Linked DNA regions of Mus musculus: region 2 is linked to region 1. Evidence: chromatin contacts called from public promoter capture Hi-C data. All regions are on one chromosome and are shown on one strand. Each heading gives the region's core, a stretch centred on a gene start, on an enhancer-like site or on the middle of the called end of the contact. The rest is flanking DNA. Distances are from core to core; before and after follow the strand shown.

Region 1 (4,685 bases), core at 1,561-4,060:
CCAATGAGAGAAGAGGAGGGAAGGCTAGTGTCCTTTACTGGTCTTCTGTGGCATGTACCTACCGTGGGATGCCAGACCTATGGGCAGGATGAGCCTCTTAGGCCTCTCAGCAGATTCCGGGGGCCTGGGTGTTCACTGAGGTAGAGATGAGAGGCATAGGGGGAGCAATGCTTCTGGGTTCTCCACACACGACCACCACATTTGACCTCCAGAATCCAAACTTGAGGAGCACAAGAACAGCAATGGTGCGGCCATTATCCCAGGAGCCCTGTGCGGTAAGGGCAGGAGCGAAGGCCCCACAAGGGAGCCTATAACGCCCTCAGGCCCTGAGCATTTCATGGGAGAGTTACGGGCAAATGGGAATGCGTTTCAAACTTTAGGAGGGTGGGCCTCATTTTCTCCTGAAGAGATGACAGCGACTCACGACAGCGGGACCAGGACATCTTAGCAGCATCATAAAACCTGTGTGTCTTTCCTTCCTGAGACGTGGCAAAGCTTTTAGTCCTGGCGCCATTGCCTTTAAAAGCTTTATGAGGCGCATGAAGGAAAAGCTGTGATTGCAAACCCTGCTCTGTGGGTCTTACAGGAGAATGTGAGGAAGCAGCCAACTTCCTTTCCCTGCCTTATCCCTGTGACCATGTTCTCAGTAATAAGAAAAAACAAAAGACTGCAGGTGACTCTGTGTCTCTGGGTTCAGCAAGTGAGGATTCAACCAACCCCAAGCTGAAGATATTCAGAGAAATATTTGCCACCAGATGGCCTTTCTAGAGACATTTTCCTCATCGCTACTTGAACGCTACCATGATAACGACACCACAGCTCGTGCACTGTCCATATATGGAGATCTACAGATGACTAAGGTGTGAAAGGCTACCCAGAGGTTATGTCCAAATACAACAGCCATTTTGACAGATTTTAAAATTAATTCAATGTGCAAACATATGGGGTGCCAGGCAGTAACTGGGTACCTGTGCGGTGTAGTAGGATCAGCATGGTGACCATTTGTATGTCTTTAAGCACTTTTTTTTTTTTTAATGAATGCTGACAGCTGTATATTCAGGGCTCGGGGTGAGAGCTAAATTGTTTATACCTTGCTCATACTCCCTGCTGGAGTCGCTTATGTCTCTGTCTCCTTACTGTCTTTACAGCTTCTGAGCTCTCTTCTCCGAGTCACACTGCGTGCCAGTCTTTTTATACAAGGCCTCTTGCAGCCATCCTCCCAGGGACCATCTATGCTGTGCTCTATAAGGCTCCTCCACACACGCTCATTTTTACCTGTGGCTCTGTTGCACAGCCCACCCCGTTTCCATTCTTCATTCCTTCCATTTGGTACGGCCTCCTCTTGGAGCTTGCTCTGCAGGACTCCTGTAGTGGCTTCGTGACAAGCCCTGAGGCCATTTGTGTTCTCTTCCACCTGAGAAGTCTCTTATCTCCATACCTTGCTTCTAGGGCCTTCCTTTGGGAGTTTCGTTTCCCCATCACCCACTCGGTTCCTGTCATCGATTCACAGAAACACGGGTTTGATTTTCTAGAGTCTCGTGCTCAACCTTGGGCGTGGTCTTGACCTGTATTTTACTGCTGGAAGTTTACTGTTCATTTATACTCTGTGTTTGAAGCATCACTTCCTGGTGAAAGAATTGCAGCTGAGGCACTTTGAGAGGAAGGGGCAAGCTAGGTGCACGTGGAAAGGGAAATCAGGACCTGTTTGTGCAACACTTCATTCTGGGGTCTGTCTCTGCTTGGAAGTTCTGCCGTCTTGAAGCCATAACATAGCCTGCTGGGCCAACAGTCCTTGATGAGACACCATCAGAACTTATGAGCACTGGTGATGCCTTCTCGTTCCTCCACTTCAGGTCACCTTACTTCCCCCAAGAGATGGCAGACAGTGTCCAAGCTTGGCTCCCATCTTTGGCACCTTGTTTGGTCTGGTCCTGCAGGGCTGTGCCTAGTTCCTGATGTAGCAAGAGGCTACTACCTACCACCATCCAAAGTCTGCCCTGAGTCTTTTGCCTTTGGAGGCTCCTCTCTGAACCGAACCCATGGGAGGTGGTTGCACCATCTCATCATGGAAGACTGGTCTTCACCACTGCATTACTGTTCTAGCTCTGTTTTGTGGTTGCCAATTAGCTGACACACCTGGATCCACCCCTCATTGTTTTTCAGGTCACCCAGCTTTCAGCGTGAAGTTATTTTTGCATGTGTTTAACTGAAATGCAGTATGATGTAAAAGTGCATGTGTCACACTGCACAGCCTGACAGATCTTGGCAAACAGTGTGTGTTCATGAAACCGGCATGTTGACGGAGACACAGAGCCCTGCCAGCAGCTCCGGGAGGCCCCTCAGTCTGTTCCATCAGAAGCCTTTTAGATGTAAGATGTTCCATAAATTCCTGCATGATAACACATGTACTTTCTGTCATAGACTGGAGATCTCCAGAGTAAACGAAAGCCAGTGCATCCGGGAGGCATGAGTGCACTTCACACCGCTGCAGCAAGCCCACGGTGCCTGATAGAAGCCGCTGAAGGCAGGGTGGACTAAGCAACAGCCCATCATGGAGTGAAGAACATGGAACTTGAGGAAGCTAGTCACACTGCTTCCACGGTGAGGACACCGAGCAATCAATGGAGATGACTTCCTCCTTGTAATACAGCCTGGGACTCCAACCCATCGGATGCATCAACCACGCTCAGAGACAGGTTTTGGGGTTAAACCTCTCCGGAAACTCCCTCAAACACAAGCCCAGAGCTGCATCTCCTAGGGAAGCCCAAATGCAGTCAGTGGTGATTAATCATTACACAGTTTAGGAGGCCTACAGAGAAGGCGTGGTGCCCAAACAAATGTGGGAATTCGCTTGCTCTGTCACCCAAAGCTTCCAATGCAGTGGGACAGATCACTAGCTATCAGCTTCCTAATAGAGTTCAGAACTCCCTATGTGCCATCTGTACTCTTACATTCAGAAGTCCTGGGCTTTTCCGCAAAAATGGGTTCAGATTTCATCCACCCAGCCCGTGAGCAGCGAGCCATACACAGACACACACTGTATTAGGTTTCATCAATGGTGTTAAAATGAAATGAAACCAAGGCTTCAGCCTGACAATGTTCTCCTTCAGGACCCCCACAGCCCCTGTGTGAATCTTGATGATCCCCCAAAGGTCATGGGAAGGCTTGGTTGCCAACCTACTGCAAGACTAGGAGCTGGTAGAACCTTTAATGGGTGAGCCCAGTGGAAGCAGGTTAGGTCACTGGGGGTATGTCCATGCTCAGGACAGGACCCTAGTCCTTTCCCCACCCTTTCACCCTGTGCTCCTTGACTGTTCTGACGTGTTTCCTCCACATCCCCAAAGCCACAGCACCACAACCCCACGAGCTGAAACTTCTGGGAACGTGAGCCAAGATAAACCTTCCCTCTTTATAAGTTGACTATCTCAATATGTTATAACAGCAACTAGAAGATAAGGAACGCATCTACTAACAACTATAAAACTCAACGAAATGCTTATGAGTCAGACTGTAAAAAGAAGTGGACCTTAGAGGCTGATGAGAGTGGTTCCCAGGGGCAGGGAAGGTGCTTGGGGTGTGGCGAGGGGGGAAGAAACAGTTAAGCCTGAGCACACTGCATCATCTTATAACCTCCTGGACACTTGCTGTCTGCCCACGCGTTGCTGTCTGTGGACAATTGAGATGTAAAGGGAGAAGTGTTTAGGGATAATGGATGGGTAGATGGTGGAGGGACAGGTGGACAAACGGCTGACTGGATGCATGGGTCTCTACCCGTCTATCCAAATGTTCACCTACCCATCCATCTGTCTACTGTAGGGTGTACACAGGTCTTAGTGCACATTTGCAACTCAGGCACCATGGTGGAGAGGACACCTGTTGCTGGCTGTTCAGTGTGGTTGAGGTTGTATAAGATCCAGTCAGCACTTCCATCTCCTGTAACATGACTCAGCACTAAGTGCTAGGAGCTTCCAAACTCTTCCAGTCCTTCTGAACGAACATGACTGTGTCCACATTCTCCTGATATGATACCAAGACCAGAACTAACATCTCCTCTCAGACTATATCTGGATGCCATAATCTAATTTCCTTACCCCCCGCCCACCACTGATGCTATGGAAGCAATGAGGGTCATTATGCTAAGAGAAATAAGTCAGACTCCTAAAGGACATGTAACAAGTCACCTCACTCATTTAAAAAATTCCAGTTCACACCTTCACTTTCCCATAGCAGCAGGGAACTTCAGGGGTTGCTCCATTCAGGGCTGCGGAAAAGGGGAGAAAGATCCCAGGAGACCCCAACTCGTCTCCATAGCTGAACATTAATGGGCCCAATCTCCTACATATAATCACAACTGCTTGGAATCCATGAGGTCAACACTCACTCTGCTGTCCTTGGCTGGCTAACCTTGGCCTTCCATCCTTTAGAACTGAGCCAATAAAGTCCTGTTTGTTATAAACGACCCAGTCTTAGGTACATACCAGACATAGCAGACTTTGTTCTCTGATCCACACACCATGTTGGTGGCCTGAGGCACCTGAATGTGACTTTGGCTCCCAATGGATAATAAGAATGCCACTGGGTCGGTTAATGGGAAGTCAGAACTTCAGCTTCCAGTGGCCTCTTTCTCCAAGTACCAAGATTCTGCACAGTTCTTGGATTAAAAAGAACATAGGGGTGACAAGCAA
Region 2 (4,420 bases), core at 1,369-3,868, 160 kb after region 1:
GCTTAGGTGAAGCTGCGGGGTGTGTGGCAGGGGTGGAGAAGACCTGCAAGCAAAGGACTCCCAGCTCACCAAGGTGAAGAGTCACATGGGAACAGGGTGGCTGCAGCCAGGAGACCAGGGGGAAGGGCTAAGAGAGGCCTCTGCAAGCCCAAAACGTGGCTCTCTGCAAGGATCTGGGCTGCAAATCACAAACACAGCCCTGACAATAGCTGCAAGCTTTGAGCCTACCCCAGTCACCAGCCTAAACCTCACCAAGGAAGCCTGGTGCTTCTTTGCCCCCAGAGGGTTCTCACCGTCCTGAAAGGCTGAGAGCGTCACATTGTGGACTCATCGCTCTGACAGAAGCACCAGGAGACTATTGATAGTGTAATGTCAAAATCCACTCCCACTCAGGCCACGATACCCACAGCAGCCCCTTCCCTCTCACAGACCATCACGCGCCCTGCTGAGAACAGATTTCTCACCAGAAGTGAGTTTACATCAAAGGAGATACTGATGGACGCGCGCGCGCACACACACACACACACACACACACACACAGACGATCCTGCTGAGAAACTACACCTATCCGTCCTCAAACATCTGTAAAAGACCACAACTCCTGCTTCATAAGGCCTGATTCCACTCTTCAGATCTCCCTCAATGTTGTCTGTCTCTGGAGCCAAGGCTTGAACTCTCCTGAGTCCCTGCCATGCTGTTTGCTGTCTGTCTGTCTGTCTGTCTGTCTGTCCATGGCAAGCCACTAGTAACTAAACCAGTGACAATCTGATTCAGTGTCCCTGTACCACCCACCTTTCAGAGACTCCATCTGCAGTACCCTGGCTCCCGCATCTTCCTCTGCACTACTTATAAGTTGGCTCAGACATAAAAAGAAAGCAAAGCCTGCACCGTCACTTCTGCCAATCCTCAAAAGGATGCTGGGTCAGTCGTTAGGCCAGGATGTCCTAATTACTGATATCTGCCTTCAAGATAAACATTACAGTTTATCGAAATATTAAATAATCTTCCAAGGGCTGTATCTTCCCCTGCAGTCCAATCGCATCCCAACTTAAAGACTTCCAGGAAGTTCTGTGTGAATGTGCGTACAAACACACACGAACACCCACTAAAGCATATACATACAGCTAACAACGCTCCCAACCCCTTCATAAGTAACACACCCCCGGAGCATATAACATAACTGAAACGCCAGCAAAACTAAGCTTACCCAAAAAGACTGGCATCCAAGGCTTTAATGATTCCAGGCCTCTAAGGCCCCAGCTTAGCTTCCTACAACTCTGTCACACCATACTTGTCTTCTGTCATTTCCCAAATAAATATCTCCATCATTTTGACCATTCCGCTGTCTCAGAAGGCTTGAACGTGCAAGAAACAAAATGACTCCGCATACTTCTGAGCGCCCTGCAGAGGCTGCTCAACCCTCAATACACAGTATCCTTCCCATCTCCACAACCACCTCATGGAGTGCCTATCATTCTGCTTGATATATTCGATGGGTGGAGCACAGGGAACTTTGCGTCAGAACTGTCAGTCTCGTGTTGCCTACAGAATGCCTTGGAGTAGACACTGTGGTTCAGCCCTGTGATCCCAGCACTCTTAAATCTGGGGATCTTAACTTCCAGGGCAGCCTAGGTTATAACAGTGAGAGATAAACCCTGCAGGCATTTCGGGGTTCTCAACAAGCCTTGAAGCAAGCGTCATCTGACCTTCAATACACAGGAGAGCTTCTAAAAAGACAGCCATACTGACTTATTTTCCACTTCTTAACAGATTCCAGCATCCAATAAATGGATGTCAAAATGCATTCAGTGGTCCTCTCTTCCTTCTTGGGCAATACGTTCTTCCACCTTCTCAATCACTATAGTTAAGCCGACACTGCAACTAAAGGAAACTCAATATTCCTCTGCATCTTACCTTTTCATAGCTTTCCACCCTTTGCCATGCACTAATATATCTGTCTCCTCCCACTGTAATCAGCCCAAGGGCAAGATGAATAGCCTCATTATTTACCCCCCACGGAGCTCAGCAAGGCAAAAAATTTAAAAAGCGTTCAAAATTCTTTAAGTGAAGTGCAACAGCCCCCCAAAACTAACTCTCCGAGATAATATGTGCAAAAGAATGCTTCTAATTTAAGCTTCTCTCGAGTAATAAAAAGGCATCCCCGCTGCAGCTCCTACAACTCTCGCACTGACGCCTGGGGTAGCAGGGAGCTATTACACAGCAAGAAGCAACCCTGGCCCTGTACTACACGCTCCGCATTGACCTTGGCTGGAGAGACCCCAGGCGCGAGCATCATCACTGAGCAGGCTGAACCCGGAAGGCCACCGTACCCTCGGGGACGCAGTGACAGCCGGGGCAGACCTCCGCGGCCTCGCCCGCGCTTGCCTGCAGCTCACCTCGGTTCTCCTCCTCCAGGTGCCGCACGCGCAACTCATCCTCCGTCTTCACCTCCGAGCTGTAGCCCCTCCTCGGGGCGGTACCCCTAGCCCAGGCCGCGGGGCCGAGCCGCGCGCAGCACGCGGCCACCAGGCGGACGCCAACCGTTCTCAAGGCGCCCAGAGCGCCTGGAGCCGCCGCCGCCATGTTGTATGTTTACAGCGGGCGCCCGCGGCCAGGCTCCGCCCCCCGCTTGGAGCCGCGCACGCACACGACAGGCGTCGGTCGCTTTGGCCCCGCCCCTCGTTGTCTGGCCCCTCCCAGGCACTCTTTACCTCGGCCGCCCGGGTAGCATTAATGTTTTGCCAGCTCAGAGAAGGAGAGGCATCTTTAAAGTGTGGAAACGCTTAAATGAAGAGGACAAGAGGGTCTTGCCTCCATGCACTTGGTCCATAGTAGGCTTGTGACTGACCATCCCGGAAGGAAGGAAGATACTCGAAAGACAGACCCTTGTTCCCCTCCTCTGTGTATCATCAGATTGTTAAAATCCACAAGGTCTTTAACAGTGGGGACTCCCACCTGGCGGTGGTGGCACACACCTTTAGTCCCAGCACTTGGGAGGCAGAGGCCAGCCTGGTCTGACAGAGACAGAGAAACCCTGTCTCAAAAAGAAAAAAAAAAAAAAAAAAACAGTGGGGACTCCCTCCTCTCTTCCCTGAATCCCAGGTGAAGATGGGGAAGTTTAGGACCAGTCAGAGGAGGAACTTATCTTTAGACAGAAGCCTCACACAAGTTGAAGTAGAGAACCAAAATCATGCATAGCCAGGCCCAAGTTAATGTGTGGTCCCTTTCATCTTTGACCCAGCACTATCTGTGAGAAATTTAAGCTTTTCCTTCTCCACTGGGGGGGGGGGCGGGGGGGGGGTTGGGAGTGGAGGTTTTCCAGTTCCCTGAGGAGCGAGCCTTCCTAGTCTGAATCTAAAGGAAGAGATAGAATGTCTCCTTAGAGTATTCCCTGTCCTTCCAGACAAGCAAATTACACTCTGGCCATATAAATTCCGGTATAAGGACTAGAGAGATGGCTCAGTGGTAAAGAGCACTTGCTGCTCTTCCGGAGGACCCCCAAGTTCAATTCCCCACACCTGCATGGCAGCACAAAGTTGTCTGTAAATCAAGTTCCAGAGGATCTGGCACCCTCACGCAAACAAGCAGGCAGACCACTAAAGCCCAGAAAAAGAAATCACTATTTTAAAAAGAAAGAAAAAGAGATTCTGTATAATTACCTTCAACGTCCGAAGCACATGTCCCTTCGGTGTTCTGCCTGCTGGCTTTGGTCCAAACGGAAGAGAGCCAGTGGAATCCTGAGTGTCTGCTCGCTGGGGAGGTTGTTGCTCTTGAAAGTTACATTGTGTCTTTTTTTCTAATCGCAATGTTCCTTTCGCTAAGCGTTGAGATTGTTACTGTTACTGTTTCTCCAACTTAGTTTTGAAATTTCTAGGCAGAAAGGAGGTGTCGGGGTAAAAGGGAGGCCAACTAGTGGGAGAGATAGGGGTGGGGGGAGAAGGGAGGAGAAAGGAGCAAGAGGAAGAGGGAGTAGGGAGAGAGAGCACTTGATTAAGGATGAAAGCCAGCCAGCATGGTGGCTTCTAATTGGTGGGTTTAGAGCAAGCCCCTGGAGTCCGGCTATGGTGAGAGGGTCATCCCTGCATCCCTGCCTCCCTGCTTCCCTGCCTCCCTGCCTCCCTGCATCCCTGCCTCCCTGCATCCCTGCCTCCCTGCATCCCTGCATCCCTGCCTCTCTGCATCCCTGCCTCCCTGCCTCCCTGGCAGTCAACATAGGGTGTGACAATCAGTGAGGACAGTGCTTCAGGCTCTCCCAGTGAAGGCAAGACAGACATCCAAATTGAGCAAATTAAGAACCAGGGAGGCAGAGAACTGAAAACCAACTGCATCAGGGTGACTGGGGCCCACCTCAGCGGTAAGAGAGGTGAGTTCATGTCCAAGACAGATGCAGAGACAACATCAAATTATAAGACTTCATTGC

The links. Promoter capture Hi-C pulls out the DNA fragments that hold promoters and counts their contacts.
Region 2: a promoter capture Hi-C map of liver shows a contact between it and region 1, with 2.1 times the contacts expected there. The contact joins the promoter of Auh here to the enhancer-like site in region 1. A contact is called at or near these places in 5 of 39 promoter capture datasets (the 3T3-L1 cell line, erythroid cells, liver and 1 more), 2 of 484 Hi-C or Micro-C datasets (the 3T3-L1 cell line and myocytes), 1 of 115 datasets of contacts at active chromatin or transcription factors (cardiomyocytes) and 3 of 9 other capture datasets (adipose tissue, liver and macrophages).

The regions. Positions count from the first base shown.
Region 1 is chr13:52,767,846-52,772,530 of GRCm38.p6, forward strand. No RefSeq gene overlaps it. Among named protein-coding and RNA genes, the nearest start is that of BB123696, 13 kb to the left of the region's middle. Within about 2 kb of position 2,811, at least 10 of the 459 cell types and tissues checked have an H3K27ac peak or open chromatin away from gene starts, as enhancers often do. A contact at or near this core is called in liver, where this site is marked.
Region 2 is chr13:52,927,059-52,931,478 of GRCm38.p6, forward strand. It overlaps Auh (AU RNA binding protein/enoyl-coenzyme A hydratase), which reads right to left and starts at 2,619. Exons shown (of 10, transcript NM_016709.2): 1 at 2,397-2,619. The coding sequence starts at 2,583.